Linked DNA regions of Mus musculus: region 2 is linked to region 1. The links are chromatin contacts, called in public promoter capture Hi-C maps. All regions are on one chromosome and are shown on one strand. The core of a region is the stretch at or near the end of the contact, and the rest is flanking DNA. Distances in the headings are between cores, read along the strand shown. Region 1 overlaps Atp6v0a4 (ATPase, H+ transporting, lysosomal V0 subunit A4). Region 2 holds the start of Zc3hav1 (zinc finger CCCH type, antiviral 1).

The links. Promoter capture Hi-C pulls out the DNA fragments that hold promoters and counts their contacts.
Region 2: a promoter capture Hi-C map of hippocampal neurons shows a contact between it and region 1, with 2.7 times the contacts expected there. The contact joins the promoter of Zc3hav1 here to the enhancer-like site in region 1. A contact is called at or near these places in 3 of 39 promoter capture datasets (the 3T3-L1 cell line, hippocampal neurons and pre-B cells) and 3 of 115 datasets of contacts at active chromatin or transcription factors (extraembryonic endoderm stem cells, microglia and pancreatic cancer cells).

What each region holds. Positions count from the first base shown.
Region 1 is chr6:38,062,815-38,068,430 of GRCm38.p6, reverse strand. Atp6v0a4 (ATPase, H+ transporting, lysosomal V0 subunit A4) reads left to right here. Exons shown (of 21, transcript NM_080467.3): 14 at 601-694. Among named protein-coding and RNA genes, the nearest start is that of Svopl, 19 kb to the right of the region's middle. Within about 2 kb of position 3,125, at least 77 of the 459 cell types and tissues checked have an H3K27ac peak or open chromatin away from gene starts, as enhancers often do. A contact at or near this core is called in hippocampal neurons, microglia and pre-B cells, where this site is marked.
Region 2 is chr6:38,350,138-38,356,641 of GRCm38.p6, reverse strand. Zc3hav1 (zinc finger CCCH type, antiviral 1) reads left to right here and starts at 2,039. Exons shown (of 13, transcript NM_001347122.1): 1 at 2,039-2,727. The coding sequence starts at 2,420.

The sequences.
Region 1 (5,616 bases), core at 1,876-4,375:
GTCTCTGCTCCAAACTTTGTCTCTGTAACTTCTTCCATGGGTGTTTTGTTAATAGCTGAGTAGTACTCCATTGTGTATATGTACCACATTTTTTGTATCCATTCCTCTGTTGAGGGGCATCTGGGTTCTTTCCAGCTTCTGGCTATTATAAATAAGATTGCTATGAACATAGTGGAGCATGTGTCCTTCTTACCAGTTGGGACATCTTCTGGATATATGCCCAGGAGAGGTATTGCGGGATCCTCCAGTAGTACTATGTCCAATTTTCTGAGGAACCGCCAGACTGATTTCCAGAGTGGTTGTACAAGTTTGCAATCCCACCAACAATGGAGGAATGTTCCTCTTTCTCCACATCCTCGCCAGAATCTGCTGTCACCTAAATTTTTGATCTTAGCCATTCTGACTGGTGTGAGATGGAATCTCAGGGTTGTTTTGATTTGCATTTCCCTGATGATTAAGGATGCTGAACATTTTTTCAGGTGCTTCTCAGCCATTCGGTATTCCTCAGGTGAGAATTCTTTGTTTAGCTCTGAGCCCCATTTTTTAATGGGTACCTGACTGTTTTTATATCATGTTTGTCTCTCTGCTTTGTCTCCTTAGTACTCACATCGTGGAAAACAGTCCATATTTGCAGCTGGACCCAGCCATCCCAGGAGTGTATTCTGGGAATCCCTACCCATTTGGAATTGATCCGGTAAGAATTCCTTCCGGTTATAGATGATGTGTTGTTGAGATCTCTGAATAAAGAAGAAACAACAAACTGGGGATGAGATGGGATAAACTCAGAGGGTTGCATGACAGGCAGAACTGTGTCTAGAAGATAAATTCTGCCGCACTTGGACTCTACTTCCTATATAGTTTCCTGCTCACTTCCCTCTCCAGCAGCTATCCCATTGCTGGCAATAACGAGCTTTTAAAATGCCCTTGCAGCCTGGAGAGGTAGCTCAGCTGACAAAGTGCTTGGTACTAAAAGCCTGAGGACCTGAGTTTGGTCTGCAGAACTTTCATGTCAAAAGCCAGATATGGACTGGGCATGGTGGTGCATACCTTTAATCCCAACACTCAGAGACAGAAGCAGGAGAATTATATAAATTTGAGGGTGGTCTGGTCTACATAGCAAGATTCAGTCTCAAAGAATAAAACAAAACAAAATCTTAGACATGGTGGTATGTGCTTGGAATCCCAACTATCAGGAGATGGGGCCAGGTGGATCATGGGCTTGGCCAGTGAGAGGTCCTGCCTCAAAAAAGGAAAAACAAGATGGTAGATAGTCCCTGAAGATATTCGTGCTCTCTCTCTTCTTCTCTGTCTCTGTCTGTCTGCCTGTCTGTCTTTCTGTCTCTGTCTCTCTGTTTCACACACACATACACGCATCACACACACATACAAGTTGATTGCTTAGAAAGTATACACACACACACATTAAATAAGTTACTTAATATTTTGATCAAGCGTCCTACTTTGGTATTTTCTTGCAGTGGGTAACATATTACACTGTAATGTATGATTTTAGCTTGTTTGCAGGCCAAAGGTCAAACTTGGGTATATCTTTAGGAGCAGCCTACCTTGTGTTTTGAGTCAAGATTTCTCACTGAAATCTATGACTTGCTAAGTGAGCCCCAGGGACCCTCCTGTCTCTTCCTGCTTCAGACTAAAAGCACACACCAACACCACCACACATTTTTACATGAGTTCTGGGATCAAAACCTGGATTCTCGTAGGTGCCTGGCAAACACTTCACAGACTCAGGTTCCTGTGGAGTTTTGAGATGTGTTTCCTTTGACTTATTTGTTTGCTGTTTCTTTCAGTCAACTAGATGTGGCATTTCCAAAGCCTTTACACTATGAGATCTCTGAGGGGAAAACAAAAAACAAAAAAACAAAAACCCAAGTTGTGAATGGATACAGAAGTTCATGCTCATAAAGCCACCAGGTGTCACTGTTGCGTTCCCAATCAACCATGCCTCCGGTAGTCTTGATGAATGTCATTCTCAGCTCTGTGTGGAACACAGCCTGAGTGGCCAGCTTCAGCTTCAGCAACTGAGAGCACGGCCTGGCAGTGGCTCTCCAGTCACCACCCTCTCAGTCGCCTCCCTCATGCGTGTCATCCCTGAGCTCTCCTCTCCTCACCCAAGAAAGCAGAAAGCATTGCCCAGGGGTTTTCAGACCCTACCTCTCAGTCCCAGCTGCTGCATTCTAAGTTTTATCAAAACAGGTAAAATCCTTGCAAGCCAGTTGTAAACGGCAAACGTAAAAGACAAACGTGAGTGGCTGATATTTTGTAAAGGTCTTATTTTTATTATTATTTTTTTGATTCTGCATGCCTGTGCATGTGTGCACTCAGGTTCATGTGTGCACACGCATGTGCCTATGTGAGTGCAAGTGCCCTAGCAAGGCGGAGGCATCGGGTCTCCTGGAACTGGAGTTGCACGTGGTTGGAAGCCAGACGTAGGTGCTGGGAGTGAGCACTGCGAGAGCAGCACGTGCTTCTTCTCTCCAGCTCCATGTGTTGCCTTTGCATAGAGGAAGGCTTTCTCATTGGTCAGGATGCCATGGCCAGGAAGCTGGCAAGGGGGAGATGTCAGGGTCTGGTTATTTTCCTTTGCTTTGAATCCCATTGTTCCTACCTTCTCTTCCTGCACAGCCCACACCCAACTGTCAGTGAACCCCATCTGTCCAGTTCTGCTCTCCAGGCTCAGCAAGGCGCACATTACACGGTGGTATTTTTATTCGGCTTTAAATGAAATCATGACATTCGCAGGAAGACAGATGAAACTGGAAGTTACTGTGTCAGGCTAAACCAGCCTGCTGCAGACAGACCAATGCTGCTCACTTTCTCTTCTGCAAAGCCTAGACTTAAAGTGTGTGAGTGTGTGTGTGTGTGGGGGAGTGAGGTTGGGGGGACAGGACTAGAAGGGGAATCATGAAAAGAACAAAAGAGAGCTTAAGGAGGTTGTGGGGAGGAGAGTGTCTTAGGTTGCTTTCTATCGCTATGATAAAACACCATGACCAAAAGCAACTTAGAGAGGAAAGGGTTAATTTGGCTTCCTCTTTCACATCACAGTGTGCCATTGAAAGAACCTGGCAGTGGCTCTCCAATCCTGGAGGCTCTCCAGAACCTGGAGGCAGAGACTGAAGCAGAAGCAATGGAAGAATGAATCTGTATTGGCTTGTTCTTCATGGCTTGCTCAGTCACACTTCTTACACCATCAGGACTACCTGCCCCAGCTGGCGTGCCCACCGTGGGCTGGATTCTCAGATATCAGCCATTAATCAGGAAAATGCCAACTGGACAATCTGGTGGCATTGTCTCAGCTGATGTTCTCTCTTCTCAAATGACTTCAGTTTGTGTCAAGATGACACAAATAAACACCAAACAAAACAAAACAAAACAAAACAACCCCCAAAACAAAAACCTGAGCAGGATGGATGGTAATGGAATCCAAGTGAGGATGATTTGAGAAGAGAGGGAACCAGGCAGAGTGGGAGCTGGTGTGCACTGGGGAAGACACAGGTGAAGTGGAATGAAGTAGGGCAAAGTCTAGTGACACATTCGTGTGAAGATGCCACATGAAACCTGTTACATTGTTTCCTGTTAACTTCACAAGCCAGCAGCCAGTGCTCTTAACCACTGAACCATCTCCCCAGCCTCTCAAGTAATAGGAAAACAATTTAAAAAAGAGGAACGAAACAAAAGCAGCCAAGCAGCCCAGAGTTCCCATCCTTTGTGCAATTTTGCCACTTGATCACAATTCTGAAAGGAAAGAAAAAGACCATCAGGGTCAGAGAGAGAGGCAGGATGCTCAAAAGAAAGGGGGAACTGGTAAGGTTTAGAGCTTACTCACAGGAGGCACTGGGTTCTATCCCCAGCACCACAAAAACAAAATAAAACAATTCAATTGCTTGTCATAAAATTGTATACGTATAATTTAAAATCTACAAAATATAAAATGTCGCAGACAGCAGCAGGTTTGGCAGCCATGGCCCTTACGTTTCTCTTGCTGTTTGAACCAGAAACTGATGAACGGTTTAATCATTATTACATAGTGTAATGTTCCTTAACACATTCATTCACTGTGTTAGGCATTTTCCTGTGACTTGGATCATAAAATGCCTAGCCTTCATCATAGCAGAGCAACTTTAAGGTATTTTCAGTTTCCTTGCTCAGTAAGGGGACTGAGGCCAGGGTCATGTGCACAGTAGCAAGTGTTCTGTCACTGAGCCACTCTCCATAGTGGGGACATGGTGGTTAAGAATTCGGCTGTTCTGGAAATCGACTACCTGTGTCTGAATCTTGGTTTTCCCATTCATTGGCTTTGTGATTTTGAATAAATGAACATCTCTGTGCCTATTTTGTCACCTGTAGAATGGGTATGACAGCCAGAGCCCCGAGATTGCTTAATAGATGGACCAGTCTAGTCATAAACATGATACATATCAGTTGCTACCATATTCTTCTTCTTCTTCTTCTTTTTTTTTTTTTTGAGGTTCATTGGTAACTTGTTTCTTTCTGAGATTATAATAAATTCTCTGTAAGTTTGTCTCTTTAACTGGAATATTTGTATTGAAGAGAGTCTTTGTTGGAATTAAATGAGATCAGTACATCTAAAGGGCTTGATTTATGCCTGGTAGGTACTTAACCTGTTAGCATTTGTAGTTTATCTGATTGGCTAGATCTATAGTGTACTAAAGAGCCTACTCTCAACACTCTGATTGATGTTGTAGAAATGGATCACTTTGATGGCAGGTTCAGAGGGCAAGTCTGGGATAGCCGAGATGCCAGGTAGCTGTGCCAGGAACAGAGGAGGTTGTGAAAGACCTTAGTGGGGAGACTCCCACTCAAGTCCCAAGATGGCACACACCCAAGGAATCACGAGAGACCGTCTTGATGCAAACACACGAGGCAGTTTAATGACGGAGCTCCAGGCTGACACGTATCTCATGCAGAAGACAGAGGAGTCGACCCTAAGGCTCAAAAGTTAGGGGTTTATATAGGAAAGTAGTGGGGGGTATAGGGGAAATTGGCACAGTTACACACAATTGGGCAGTTTAAACATCAGCAAGCAGTATGTGCGGGTCGGGACAGTAACTCTAAAGGGAGGGTGTTTATCTTTGTTGGCAGAGCATCTGGTTAAACTCAAACCACATCAGAAGGAGACCAGGCCAGGTGGCCCATTACTCATCTGGGCTTGTCCAGAGATGGTCCTTGCATGCCTCTTTTATCTTAATGGCTAGTTGGTTCCTGGGATGACTTTACAGCCTTTGTGTTGCTGGACTCTCTTTATCTTTATGACTCTAGGTCTGTAAACCTTCTGACTAGGGCCTTGAATTTAGTTTTCATTTTTTCAGTGGCTTCTAGTGTTGTCACTGCAGTCCCCTCCCCCTCTGTCCTACTGGTCTCTTGAGGGCTGTCTTACAGCTGCTCAGAGTAGTGCAATGAGACCCCGAGCTGACTGTGACTTCCATCAGCATGTTTGTGTGTGTGCATGTGTGTATGAGCCTGTGCACACACAGTGGGAATGGGCAAGAGGACTACTTTGTCTAGCTGTGTCTAGCTGGATATTGGCCCATGCTGTTTTGAACGAGTACGTCCCCAGAGTCTCAGGCATCTGAATAC
Region 2 (6,504 bases), core at 790-3,289, 290 kb before region 1:
CTTTACCCACTAAGATAGCTAGGGTCTCACCTCCAGTCTTGTTTGATCTTAAAGTCTTGTTAATCTTAAAGGAAATACCAGCAAAGAAAATGAAGAGAAGGAGGAAGAGGTTGTCCATTTCAGTCTCTCCGTTTCCTTGATTGCAGCAGTGTCTTTGTGCTGAAAAGTTTTAATGGTTTTTTTTTTCAAATATTTGAATAAAAGTCTTTCTTACAGGTGGGGGTAGTGAAAATGTTTTAATTCCTTGTCCTAAACAGAAGTTTATAGTATCTGATAGAAAAGACTCATATTTAATATTTATAAAATCCCCTTTACTTGGTCCCTCATCCATCCCCAGGAGGAGGGAGTTGACAATTCTAGATCCTTCAAGGGACTTCCTCTGACCCCCTAACGGGACACTGCTATTTCTAAAGCTGATGCCCTCTGGGAGCTGGGATTGTTTCTTTGATTTCTGTGTCTTCAGAGTCACTACTGTAAGGACCATACCGAAGATAGTAAACACATTGATCTTACTTGATTTGATAAGAATGGGGCTCTGGAAACCTGCCAGACTGAAAATAAGGCCAAGTGGATTAAAAGACAAGACAGAAGCAAGAGTCAGAGTCAACAAGCAGCCAGATGAGGCCCGGGCTTGGCTGCTTTACAGACCACCGTTCCAGTGAGTCAGAGAGAGCGGCTGTGCGTACCACACCAGAGGGATTCTCATTCGGGTTTCTGAAGAATTTGAAAGACTTTATTTCTTATGAATTTGTTTTTAAATTTTAAATTACATTTATCAGAGAGAGAGGGGGGAGGAGGAGGGAGGGAGGAAGGAAGAGAAAGAGTGTTGTGGAGGTCAGAGGGCAACTTGCTAGAGTAAACTCTCCCAGCATGTGGGGAAATTCTGGGGGTCAAATTAGTGTCCTGTGTTTTAGCAACTGGTGCCTTTACCTGCTCAATTATCTTCCTGGCCAATAATCCCTTTGCCCCAGTCTCACAAGTGCTGATATTACCGGCATGCCTTCACCACGCCAAGCTTTTAATATTATTTTAGCGTGTGTTTGTCTGAGTGGGTGGGGTCACTCGCACCTCCCTCTTGTGAAGTTTGAAAGCATCGCAGTGCACACTTCTCCTGCACCGTGCCTGCAGATTTTAAAGAAAGGGTTCCCATCTGATCGGTGAGCGCTCCATTCATTTCATTTCTGAGTGCTGAAAGGAAAGCCCCTTTCTTTTTCTAATTTGGGTCTAGTGTTTACTGGCCTGCAAATTAGCTGAGAATACAGATGAGACAAACTAAACACAATTGTGCAAAAGAAGTTTTAAAGTCACAATTTAACAAGGGGAGGAGGCCGAAGAGCGTATAAGGTTTGTGTGTGGTGAGTGTGTTTCACTACGGAGTCTGGAAGGACAATCGGAGTTTTTTTTTAATGCTAATGTTTGGAGCAGCAGAATCTTCCGGAAAGCTCCCTGGGGACACGGATGGCTCTTTAATTTCATCAGCCTTTGCTTTCCTCAAAGGGAAATCTAGTTATTATTTCCTTCTGTCTCTACAGTAACTCTACGGTAAGGTAAGGGTTTACCTTAAAAATCATCTTCATGCCAAGGGGGGAGGGGTGGGGGAAATCTGAAGACATTCTAAGCAGTTGGTTTGAGGCACCAAAATTGGAGATTTTAAGTTAGCAAGGCCAGAAAGGATCAAAGAGTGGGTCTTCAAATAGCTCTGGAGAAGGCTACGTAAGAAACCAGGGAGAGTAACAATCACCGCCCTCTAAGAGGGGCTCGGCACTGGGTAGAAAGTGCGTAATCCTAGATCTGGTGCCGCGGAATCAGGCCCGGAAACAAACTCTCGAGAACCTCGGTCATCCGAGCTCCACCTGTTCCTTCAAGTTATTTCCCCAAGTGCGGAGTTCGGATAATATCCATGTCCTAAGGTGGTGGCGAGCATTGACGACACTCGGCGGAGAGTCCCGCTTACAGGAAGCGCTCACCAGGTCTGCTCTTTCCGGGGCTGGGTGGGGCTGATTTGAGGACGCCTCTAGTGGGCCCCCCAGGATGCGTCACTCTCCTCAGGCTCATCAAAACTCCACCCGAGCCTCACGAACGTCCTTACTTCCTCTCTTCCTGGTAGCAGCCTTGCAGTCCCGAGCTCGGGGGACCTCACGTCTAGCCTGGAACCGAGGGTACCGCGCCGCGGCGGACCTGCCCGCCTAACGTCGCTCGCTTCCCATTCGCTCTCCCGCGCGGCTGACTTTAAATCTGACCCCAGGACCTCGTCGTCGAGGTCGGGCCTCGCGACACCACCGCCGGAGTTGGAAAGCGAAACCGCTCTGCTCTGCGAGCGGCACCGCCCGCGTCCGCCCCTGGGACCGCGCGTAAGTTTCGATTCTCCGTGAAGCCGAGTCCCGCGCAGCGGCCGGAGCAGCGGCAGCCATAGCGCGCCATGACGGATCCCGAGGTATTCTGTTTCATCACCAAGATCCTGTGCGCTCACGGGGGCCGCATGACCCTGGAGGAACTGCTGGGTGAGATCAGCCTCCCCGAAGCGCAACTCTACGAGCTGCTGAAGGCAGCAGGGCCCGATCGCTTTGTGCTATTGGAGACTGGAGACCAGGCCGGGATCACTCGGTCGGTGGTGGCTACTACTCGAGCCCGCGTCTGCCGTCGCAAGTACTGCCAGAGACCCTGCGACAGCCTGCACCTTTGCAAGCTTAATCTGCTCGGCCGGTGCCACTATGCACAGTCCCAGCGGTGAGTGCAGCGGGAATGGGGAAGGTTCTCTAATTGCCTAGTCCGGCGCCGCGGGGCAGCTTCCTAGGGGAGGCGGGAACCGGGTGGATATGGCTCACTCGGCTGCAAACCCCTTCTCCCTCTATCCCTCCTAATCTCTAGACCAGTGGTTCTCAGCCTTCCTAATGCTGCGACCCTTTAATACAGTTCCTCAGGTTTGTGACCCTCAACCATAAAATTATTTTCGTTACTACTCCGTAACTGTAATTTTGCTACTGTTATGAAATGTAATGCAAGTATCTGTGTTTTCCAATGGTCATATTCGACTCCTGTGAAGTTAGACCCCCAGGTTGAAAAATCTGTAGCCAAAGCGCTATTGGAAAGGCGGACAAGGCTGCCTCTCTACCCTTCTCACCTCCCACCAGAATCCTAATTAAAGTACGTTTGCACCAACCAGAGTTTGTAGAAGTTGCAGGCACACCTTTTTCTCCTTGCTACTCTGGTACCTCGAATGTTGCGATCGCCCCAGAATCCTAGCGGTGCTGCCCAGTCTCCTGTGTCTCGGGTGCGCCAACTCCTGGATCGCTGTGACCCTTCACTCCTTGTCTCTCCACCTGGCCAGATAGATAACTAAAGGTATAGTGGCCTCTCAGCCTTCTTCCTAGTATGCGTGGTGGCCTGTACTACGACACCCCCCCCCCTTCTTGCAACCGACCCACTGTCTCAAATTGCATGAAATAATGTGGCTTAACTTCTCAGGCAGCTGCTTCTGGTCCTACTTGGTCTTCTTCTTCTTCTTCTTCTTCTTCTTCTTCTTCTTCTTCTTCTTCTTCTTCTTCTTCTTCTTCTTCATAAGCGTTTCCAAGGGTTGGCTCAAGTCCTTTTATTTTGCTGTCTTCCAAATTTCTCCAAGACAAGGATCACTTGCTGGGGTTCACCTGTCATAACTACCGAGATGATTTCCAAACACATAACCTGTGCAGGCCTGCGTCTTCATCCAGGGGTCTGAGGAACCAGTGTCTTGCTCACATAGGCCAAACTCCCTCCAAACAAGCTCTCCAACCTTATCCCCGGCTCCACGCCCCCAGTTTATATAATTTCTAATCCCTCTGCCCTTTCCTCTTCCAGGGCTCACATCTGAGTGTTGCAGAAGTAATGAATGGTTGGTTCTAGGCTATCGTGTTTCCGAGCTTTTGTCCTTGTGGTTGGTGGTGGTGGTACGAAAGATTGGGCTGAGGACCTCTTGCATGCTAGGCAGGTGCTCCGCTACTGGAGCCAGAGTTTCACCGACTTGCGCAGGCTGGCCTTGAATTCCTGCAGTTAGCTCTCAGCTTGGTTCCTCCTGTCGCTCACTGGCAAGAGCTGAGATTACAGGTCTGTGCTGCCAGGCCCACGCAGCTTTCTGTGGAGAGTATTTTCTATACTTCGTTGAGTCTTAAAAACTGTGAGTGTTGCTCTGTTTTGGAAACAACGTGATCATCAAACGGTTTTGAATCATCCATTTATTTACGAGAAAAACAAAAAACAAAAAACTACAGTCACTCACGTCCAGGATACACCTTCGGGGATGTGTGTATCAAAACATACAAAGTAGGAGTGTTTTAAATGGATGGGGTAATATTTTTTTTTAAATTGCTAATTGTTTGGAACAAGAACTCATTTAGTGTTAAATATTTGAAGGAATGCTTCCGTGTGCCCCTTTATTTAAATATTTAATGTTTTGATGCAACAGCTTGAAAGCCTTTCTGAGTTACAGGAAGTTGGGCTTAGAAGAAGCCATCTAAGTTGCCTGCAACTGAAGAAATAGGAGTAAGAAGGAAGGGAAGTGGTTTGAGGCAGAAAAGGAAGGAACACTCTTAACACTACTGAGCGCCGACAGGGTTATCAGCACACTTTCTGATTCTTTTTTTCTATTATTACCTGTTCTGAGAATTTCTTCAGTAAGTGCTGGCTTTTTGTTGTGAAAGTTTCAGTGTCTTTCTACAGTTCTCAGCGTATTAAAAAGTGGACAGGGGAGACTGTTGAGTCTCCGCGTACCCAACATTTTGGATTTTGGTTCAACAGTTTTCAAAATGTGGTCTACCCTGTGTCATGTATTCTCCATCTCTGTCCCCAAACTCCAAACTCCAGTGTTTTATGTTAAAGTGATTATTTACTTCATAAGTATTCAGTATCTCTTAACAAATAAGTATTTATCAATATTCTCGCTGTACAATGATCACCTCTCCATCTCCCTCTCCGTCTCTCTCTTCCTCTCCGTCTCCATCTCTTTCTCCCTCTCCGTCTCTCTCTTCCTCTCCCTCTTTTCTGTCTCTCTCTCTCCCCCCTTCCTTGACATAGGGTCTTGTAATCCAGGTTGGTTTAGAACTCTCATTAGACCAGGAATGACCTTGAAAGTTTGGACTTCCTACCTCTACCCAAATGCTGGGATTACATGCTTGGCACAACCAACCATCCCAGGTTTATGGGGTGATACCGATGGAACCCGGGACCTCGTGCACACTAGGATGCACTCTACTAGTGCAACTACATCCTCAAACCCCACCCCCATTATTTTACTCTCAATTAATTTAGTATTCAAATTCTCCTGATTGCCTTAGTAATCAAACTTGCATTTTCAGGATAAGACATATATAGACAAACCATAATTACTTTGGTATGTATCCAATATGCTTTTTAGAAATGTCATTTAAGTTTGTTACACACAACATGTGCAGAATTTTTAGCTTGAACTTTGTTATTGTGATGATTTTTCTCTGGTCTCAAACAACCATTTTAATGGCTTTGAAACCACACATTTCTATATTTTCAAAGATCATATATGACAGAGGGATTATTTTGTCAGTTTAAGTTTAGATATATACTCCAGAGAATTATTCATTTATTTTTGGTCTCATTGGGTGGCTTTCAGTGGTCTGGAACTTGCTGTAGACAGGGCTGGCCTCAAACTGACAGATGCCCCTTCCTTTGTCTCCACAGTGTGAGAAATAAACAAATGTACGACTGTACCTGTCCAGAGTGGGTTTAGTTTTTGATGTGTTTGGGTGTTTTGCCTGCACGGGCACCATCCCTCATGCCTGCTATCCTTGGAGGGTGGGAGAAAGTGTCAGACAGACCCTTTGCAACTGTAGCCATAAACAGCTGTGAGCCACTGTGGAGTGCTGGGAATTGAACCTGGGTCCTCAGGGGAAGCAGTGATCTCAACCGCTGGGCCATCTCCTCGGAGTCTAGGGAAAAAAAAGTTAAGTGTTGTAGCATTTTCTCTTTAGCAACTCCTTTTTTTTTTTTTAAAGATTGATTGATTGATTTATATGTATGCACACTGTAGCTGTCTTCAAACACTTTTTCTTCTATCTCCTGACCTGCTTGCTCCTGTCCAAAGATTTATTATATGTAAGTACACTGTAGCTGTCTTCAGACACTCCTGAAGAGGGCATTGGATCCCATTACGGATGGTTGTGAGCCACCATGTGGTTGGTAGGATCTGAACTCAGGACCTTCGGAAGAGCAGTGAGTGCTCTTAACTGCTGAGCCATCTCTCCAGCCCCACTTTAGCAACTCTTAACAGAATTTTGTCTACTAAAATTTGTCATGCATTAATAACTTTCTCTTGCCTCACTGGCTAGTGGGATCAGTTAACCTGCTAATATCCACAATGATGTACTGTTTGCACGTTGTAGTGGAATTTGAGTTTTGTTTATAAATACTTTCCCTGTAGTGCTTCTATTTATAGATAGACATTTCTCCTGCCTCGGCCTTCCTGTCTCTCCTTTTGTAATGAATGCTTCTGGCTATACA